2 separate regions of the Sus scrofa genome follow, and region 2 is linked to region 1. Evidence: chromatin contacts called from public Hi-C data. All regions are on one chromosome and are shown on one strand. The core of a region is the stretch at or near the end of the contact, and the rest is flanking DNA. Distances in the headings are between cores, read along the strand shown.

The links. Hi-C and Micro-C count contacts between places; a contact is called where the count stands out from the background.
Region 2: a contact with region 1 is called in a Hi-C map of skeletal muscle, with 2.7 times the contacts expected there. The contact joins two enhancer-like sites. A contact is called at or near these places in 8 of 47 Hi-C or Micro-C datasets (alveolar macrophages, embryonic fibroblasts, fetal heart ventricle and 4 more) and 1 of 2 datasets of contacts at active chromatin or transcription factors (skeletal muscle).

Annotation. Positions count from the first base shown.
Region 1 is chr7:86,886,827-86,890,513 of Sscrofa11.1, reverse strand. All of the region lies in intron 2 of SLCO3A1 (solute carrier organic anion transporter family member 3A1), which reads left to right. Among named protein-coding and RNA genes, the nearest start is that of SLCO3A1, 210 kb to the left of the region's middle. Within about 2 kb of position 1,878, at least 33 of the 83 cell types and tissues checked have an H3K27ac peak or open chromatin away from gene starts, as enhancers often do. A contact at or near this core is called in fetal skeletal muscle and skeletal muscle, where this site is marked.
Region 2 is chr7:86,984,846-86,988,532 of Sscrofa11.1, reverse strand. The region is part of intron 2 of SLCO3A1 (solute carrier organic anion transporter family member 3A1); the gene reads left to right. Among named protein-coding and RNA genes, the nearest start is that of SLCO3A1, 120 kb to the left of the region's middle. Within about 2 kb of position 2,037, at least 32 of the 83 cell types and tissues checked have an H3K27ac peak or open chromatin away from gene starts, as enhancers often do. A contact at or near this core is called in fetal skeletal muscle and skeletal muscle, where this site is marked.

The DNA.
Region 1 (3,687 bases), core at 629-3,128:
CACTGCAGATTGCAGAAAAAAGGAAGGGATCCCTGTCTGCATGACCTTTTCCTGTGATATGCTTCCATCAGGCAGCCTTGCTCCTCCATGCAAAGGGCAGCCAGAGGGTAAGAGCAGAGAAACCCCACAGGAACCATAAGCAAGGAGGCTGGGCCCCAGGGCGCTGACAGTTCTTCCTCGTTCCTTCCTTCTGGGCACCAGAAGGGCATTTACTCAGAGGAAGGAGGAAGGGGTGACTGACCACATTCAGGGCACCCCCCGGGGCTACCAGCTCCATAAGAATTCTGGGTAATGCTTACCTGTAACTTACAAACATGAGCTCGTTTGCTCACTCATTCATAAATATCTCCTGAGCACATAGCTGGGATCCAGGCTCCGAGCTGAGTATGAAGATGTAAAGCTGAGTTTCTTGCTTCTTGTGTGGTACCGCAGTGAAAGGAGCTGACTTTGAAGTTCGCCCTTTCTGGGTTCACAAATTGACTCCACCGTGAGTTGCTCTGTGACCGTCAGTAAGTGACTTAGCATCTCTGATGTTCAGCTTCTTCCCTGTAAAATGTGAATGAGAACAACCTATCTTAGGTTGACCATTTAGTTAGTATCTTAAATAAGATAAAAGCGCTTATCACTGGGTAAGCACTTGATAATAAGGGTTAGCTCTTAATAGGTTGTTTGGAGGGGATTGTTGGGGACCAATCCTTCTAGTGCCCCCAGGAGCTGTCCTGTTCAGCTGCTTCTGAGGTCTCTGCGTGGCCAGAGAGCTGCACATGTGTTGTCTGTGTGCCTGCAGGTGGCAGCCTGCTTGGACACCACGGAGGAGATGACGCTAGTTGACATCAGCCTTTGGCTGCATTCAGCCCCAGGAGTCAGAGGAATTCCAGAGTCAGTCCCCTTCCTTTCTCTATGTGAACACTTTTTTTTTTTTTTTTTTTGATACAAAGTCATCCTGAATGTCACTTGCATCAGCCCCAAGCTGAAGCTGAAGTTCTCTCAAGATGGGGAAAGGATCCCAAGACCCTTGTATCTGGTGCCACCCGGTATATGACCAGCACCAAGCTCCACCGGCCCTAATGTCCTGTGGTCAAACTCGTGAGCATGTTGGAGGCGACAGGGATCTTGGGCAAATCACCCATTGTCAGGGCCTCAGGTTCTCCATCCATAAATGAGACAGAAGGAAACTACTTTGACTACAGCAGGCAGTTACCGTTACTTAGAAACTCTCACCTCCTACTGCAGCAGGTCACAGTCTGTTCCAAGAGGATCCATTCCCCCCCCACCCCCCACCCCAGTATCTCCCATCAGACTGTGAGCTTCTTGATCCAGTTTCAGCAGAAGCACAACAGGAACAAAATAACAGAAGACAAACTTCTGTCGTTTAGAGATTTTTTTTTTTTTAGCTAGACTTGTATGGTTTAGTAACATTCCATTATACTATTTTGACAAATAAGATTTGGAAACACACTCTCAGTTGGATTTGGGGAGTGGGAGAAAAGAGAGGCCACAGACTCCAGCTGGCTGCCCCCACGGCTCTCCCTCATCAGTCCCAGGCAGGGGTCAAGGACTTCCCAGGGTTAGCTTCGTGCCCTTCTCCTTTCTCCCTGCATCTGGCCCTCAGTCATCCTTCTGCCATCAGATTCTGCACTCAGGGAAGCACCCAGCCAGCACTTTGGCACAGAAGCGCCAGTGACTAAGGAATGCTTCCTTTTCCAGATGAATTTGCATATTTTAATTGAGGGCAGATGCCTTGAGTTAATTCAATGCAGCAAACTTGGGTTGAGCATTTATTATGCTCAGAGGAATAAGATTCGGAGAGCTCAGTGGGGTGGGTGGGGGCAGCTTTAAGAGGGAGGTGACATTTGAGTTCCCTATGGATTTTATAGGGGTGGCTCAGGGAGCAGCTAGACCCTGTCCAAGTCATATCAGGCTTGCTGAGAAGTGCAGGGACTCAGCAACCTGGAGAATGGCACATAGGGAAGGGAACTCTGGGAAGGGGCTGGAGTTCCTGTAAATTGTGCCAGAATGTGTGAACTTCACAAGAAGGCAATAAAGGTCTCCTGATGAGTTTTGAAAGGGGTTGGCATGGTCACACCTGTGTCTCGGAGAATGCAACTCTGCTGGCAGCACCAGAAGAAACTTGGAAAGGGCAGGGCTTGGCGACCAGGCGACCAGTTGGCCCAAGGAGTGCATTTCTAATTGTGGACTCTTAGATTCCAGCAAGCTATTAGGGGAGTTACAAGTGAGTGGTGAGATCCAGAGCCACAGCCCCGAGGCAGTTTCTGACAAGCCAGGCCACTCTCTCAGGCTCCTGCTCATGTGGCATGCCCATGGTTTGGAGCGTGGCCACTGACTGGTATTCTCTTTGCTGTCCCTTTGCCAGAGGCTCATTAAGGCTTTCCTTGGAAATGGGTGTGCCTGGAAGCCATTGGCTCCCATCCAACCCGTGTCCCACCCCAGGCAGCCCTGGGAGGGTGCCTAGGTCAGAGCCTCCCTGCCAGCCTCCTGCAGGTCGTTTTCCTTAAGTCAGGAGCTGCGGCTCTATAACTGGGCCAGCCCTTTGGAGTCTCAGCATTTCTCAAGGTGGGAGTTGGTGAGAAGAAAACACCAGAACAGGAAATGTTAGCTCAGCCTATGCTATCAGATCACCCAAAAAGGACAACAAAAAAAACGGGAAGCTAAAAATAGCCCCTGAGGGCTAGTTCAGGTTCTGCTTTTAAGTACTGAGCACCAAGCTGAAGGGCAGTTTAACCATTTGGGAACCTCGAGGGCTGTGATGTTTCACTGAGGCCTGTTTTGAGGTTTGACAACTGGGAACGTGGACCTCAGCAAAGAGGGGGTATTTTGCTGATGGGACAGATACTGATCAGCACCCCCTCATGTGTGTAGTCCGTTAAATTCATTTCAGTCCAAACCCTAGAAGGGTGGGGTCCTTGTCATAAGGGGATAGTGGAGCCACGACTGCGTCAAGGGCAGGCCAGGGTTCAAATCCTAGCTCTGCTGCCCATCCACTGGATGACTTTGGACCATTGTTTTAATTTCTGGGAACCTCTCTTTTCCTGTCTGCAAAATGGGGACAGTAAAAGTCATTGCACAGGATTATTGTGAAGACTCAATGAAATCATATGATTCCATGAGTTGGGGGCTCTGCCTAGACTTGTTCCTTTAAGTAGTATATATATTTTTTTTAAATCAGCCAGCCAGACGTTGTTCTAAGTTTTTGCATTTCCCATAGATTACCTTGTTTAACCCTTAGGGCAATTTTATGGAGTAAGTACTAAATTTAATTTCATTGGGTTTTGTAAATTTTATCAGGGAAATGGGTGAGTCTTAGGGATGTGTTTACTCTGAGCTTACTGGTGCTCAGGGGCAAGTTGACCTCTTCATCAGGCTGACCTTGCAGCTGTTCAAGCTGTGGGTCCTGCCTTGGGCAGTCTCCTAACCCACTGGGCCTTCAGGCACTGATCCCCATGGATGAGCCCCACCTTATGCAAAACTCTGCTTTGGAGTCTCTGACATCCCCCACCTGCCACACCCCCCCCCCCAACCTTCACCAGAGCTTAAAAGTCAGTTGGATGAATTGGAGTCCCAATTCCAGTTTTTCCGGCAAAGGAGAAAAAGGGAGTTAGCTGGATCATTCAGCTGAGTTGCCGTAAATATGTGGCCAGCCTTTCCCATGTAGCCCCTGCTTCCTGT
Region 2 (3,687 bases), core at 788-3,287, 98 kb before region 1:
CACCAAGGGGTGGTGGCTCTTTCCACTTCGTTATTGCCATATCCAACATGTCACGTGTGTGGTTGCTGGGCTCATTTGCATTGAGGAAAAGGAAGGGACCTGGCAGAAGGGCTGCCCTGTGGTGTCCCTGGGAGGCTGGGAAATAGTGCTGAGTATGGAAAGAGAGAATCTTAGTCAACAGCAGCCCCTCTCTGCCACGAGGAGTCAGTGGTTTTTAGTACAATACCCTCTTTAAGGGGTATTGCCCTTTATGCGCTGCCAAGTACATTCTTGAGAAGTGTTTCCTTTGATCCCCACAGGAAAGTTGTTATTGTTCCCATTTTGCAGATGGGAACACAGAGGCTCAGATGATACAGGTAACTTGCTCATGGCCCCAGAGGAGCAGGTGCTGGCGTCAGACTGGAATCCAGGCCGTCTTAGGCCTCATACTGTTCCTGGCTCTGGGCTTTCTTCCCATGCATTTTTGAACGTGGCCTCGAGTCCTACCTTTAGACTTTTTGATGTGTGCTGCGCTGACTCTCTGGCGAGTCGTGGCCATAACCCCCATCTGATGGGCTCTGGGGACTTGTCTCCTCAGTGACAGCACACAGACCAGGACACCATGGTGGGCAGAGTTTTCAGAAACTTTGGGGAAGAAAGAGATGTGCATTAAATCCAGTGCCTCAAAGAGCAGGGGAATCCGAGAAGGCGTGGGATTAAGGGGACAAACACCTGAGGACCCACCCCCCATCCCTGTGCCTGGGAACCCAAGCCAGCCCTTGCCCTCAAGCTCTGCTGAGGAGACCTTAGCCCCTCACATGGTTGAATATCCCATAATGAGTTAGAAGCCTGAGATCCTGCTCAAGTCCCCGCATTCTGCGGTACTGAAGAAGGACTTTTAAAACTAGACCTGTAATTCCCTTTGTGGCTCAGTGGTTAACAAATCCAACTAGGAACCATGAGGTTGTGGATTCGATCCCTGGCCTTGCTCAGCGGGTTAAGGATCTGGTGTTGCCGTGAGCTGTGGTGTGGGTCGCAGACTCAGCTCGGATCTGGCGTGGCTGTGGTGTAGACCCCCTAGCCTGGGAACCTCCATATGCTGAGGGTGTGGCCCCAAAAAGTCAAAAAGACGAAAAAAAAAAAAAAAAAAAACCTCGACCTGATGGCTCAAAATAAATATCCTCTCTCACCAGGAACAATCTCACTTGGGTCTCTGTGGCTTTTTCAGCTTCGAGCTCTCTCCCCTGTCCTTCATTGACCGCTCACTTCCTCACCCACTCCCGTGCGTCCCCAGCTTGCCTTCATGCCTCTTTTGCTGTCTTGCCAGCTGCCTCCTTTTTCTTCGCCCAGCCTGGCCTGGCCTGCATGGTGGTATTGGCAGGACTTGCGTTAGGGCGGAACCTGTGCGGATGCAATAAGTGGGAAAAGAAGGTTTGCCCATGGGCACACTTGGATGGTGGGAAGTTAGCAGGCAGCCTGTGAGAGCCTGAGTGCGTGAGTCTGTGTCTCTTGAGTGTGTATGTGTGAGAGAGTCTCTGTATGTGAGTCTGGGTATGTGTGTGTGAGAATTTGTGAGTCTGTGATTCTCTCTGTGTGATTGTGTCTGTGTGTGAGAGTCTGTATATGAGTCTATGTGTGAATGTGAGTCTGTGTGTATGAGTCTATGAGTGAGAGTCTGTGTGTATGTGTGTGTGTGTGTGGGCCTCTTGTTTATGTGTCTGCGTGTGTGTGTGTGCGTGCGCTCTGGGGGCAGTTCTTGGGAGCTGGTGTAGGTGCTTTTCTCTGAGTGGCTTCTACTCCCAGAATTGGCTCCTGGAGGCCTCTGGCAGGAGTGAGCCAGTCGTTTGAGACTGTTGGGCCCTGAGAACAGTGATTCCAGCTCCCAGCTTTGCTGAAGTGGGGGTGGGGTGAAGCGCAAAGAGGAGCCGGGAAGGGGACCTTGTGAAGCTGGCTGCCTTCAAGATCCTTCTCAGGCAGTTCTGTTAGAATCTGTGTGGTTCATCTCAGCCTGGCTCCTTCAGTGAGTCACACAGAAGGCATCCATCCAGGCCTCCTTCTGGCAGCCACAGGGCAGTTGTGCCCAGCTAATCATGGGCAGCTCTGATCTGAAGTAACAAGGTTGAGTGGAGCTAGGTTGAGAAATGACCCCGACGGAAACCGGGGCTCGGGCTAGCTGCTCCCGCTGCACGGTGCCTGCACTCATGGCTGGTGATGAGGTCAGGGCGTTTCTGCTTTGTGACAGATTTGGGACACGGAGGAAAGAGGGGTCGAGGCTTGGTACTGACCGAGGCCAGCGCTGACTCCAGAGCAGATGGAGTGGTCCACATTCAGGGAGTGTGGACAGCACTGAGTTTAACCCGAGGAGGATTCTGATGACTGGCAAACAAATATCCTCTGATGCATCACAAGCACCAGCATCTCTCAGTGAGCTGTTCTTCTCACTGAACACAGCACAGCATCACTGTGTCCCAGGGTGCCTGGGTGGAAAAATCCCTCTTGGATCTGGGCAGAAAATTGTGCTTCTGAGCAGTCCAGGCTATGGTATTGAGCCCAGTGCCTGAATTTTGTGGGCTGGAATTTGTGTTAAGGCACTAGGCAGAGATGTGCTTTTCGAATGCAAATTTTAGGAACATTTTACTTCAATGGTTCCCTGAGGAGCAGTAAGCGTTCCCAGATCCCAATTAACCTGGGTGCCTTAGAATGAATGCCTCAGCAGTGGGAGGAATCCATGCCTGGGCCTTGGTGATACTTCTCAGAGCCAGCAGCTGGCAAGGTGCTTTCAACACGAGGCTGGGTGATAAGGTGGCGCTTTGCAGAATGCAAAAAACTTTGAACCCTTGCTTCTGCAGAGAGCTTGGCTGCTGCATCACAGATCACATTTGTATGGCATTTTACTTACAAAGATCAGCTTTAGTCACGGAGAAGACAAAAGCTTCGTGTAAGTGTTCTTGCCTCTTTTTTTGGACAGCAAGAGAGATGAGACATGATTTGCATTTTTGAACTCTGCTCTCAAATCAAATCACTTTATAAATGACTTTAAAACTGTCTTATTGTGTTTAGGCGGCTGTAACAAAAATAACCACAGACTGCCTGGCTTAAACAAGTATTTGTTTCTCACAGTGTTGAGGCTGGGGGGCTGGGAAGTCCAAGGTCAAGGCCCAGGCAGTTTCAGTGTCTAGTGAGAACTCACTTTCTGGTTCATTTAGATGGTTGGCTTCTCACTGTGTCCTCACTTGGCAGAAGGGACACGTTTGTTCTTTGGAATCTCAGTTGTTTTTTTGTTTGTTTTTTTGTTTTTGTTTTGTTTTGTTTTGTCTTTTTAGGGCCGCACCTATAGCATATAGAAGTTCCTGGGACAGGGGTTGAATCAGAGCTGCAGCTGCCAGCCTATGCCACAGGCACAGAAACACCAGATCCAAGCCGCATCTGTGACCTATACCACAGCCCACAGCAATGCTGGATCCTTAATCCACTGAGCAAGACCAGGGATCAAACCCGCATCTCCATGAATGCTAATCAGGTTCGTTATCACTGAGCCACAATGGGAACTCCTGGGGTCACACTTATAAGGCACTAATCCCATTAATGAGTGTTCTGCACTCATGGCCTAAGTAATTCTCTCTCCAAAACCCCACCTCTTACTTAATACCATCTTATTGGGAATTAGGATTTTACCATACTAATTTTGGGGGGACACAGATGTTCAAC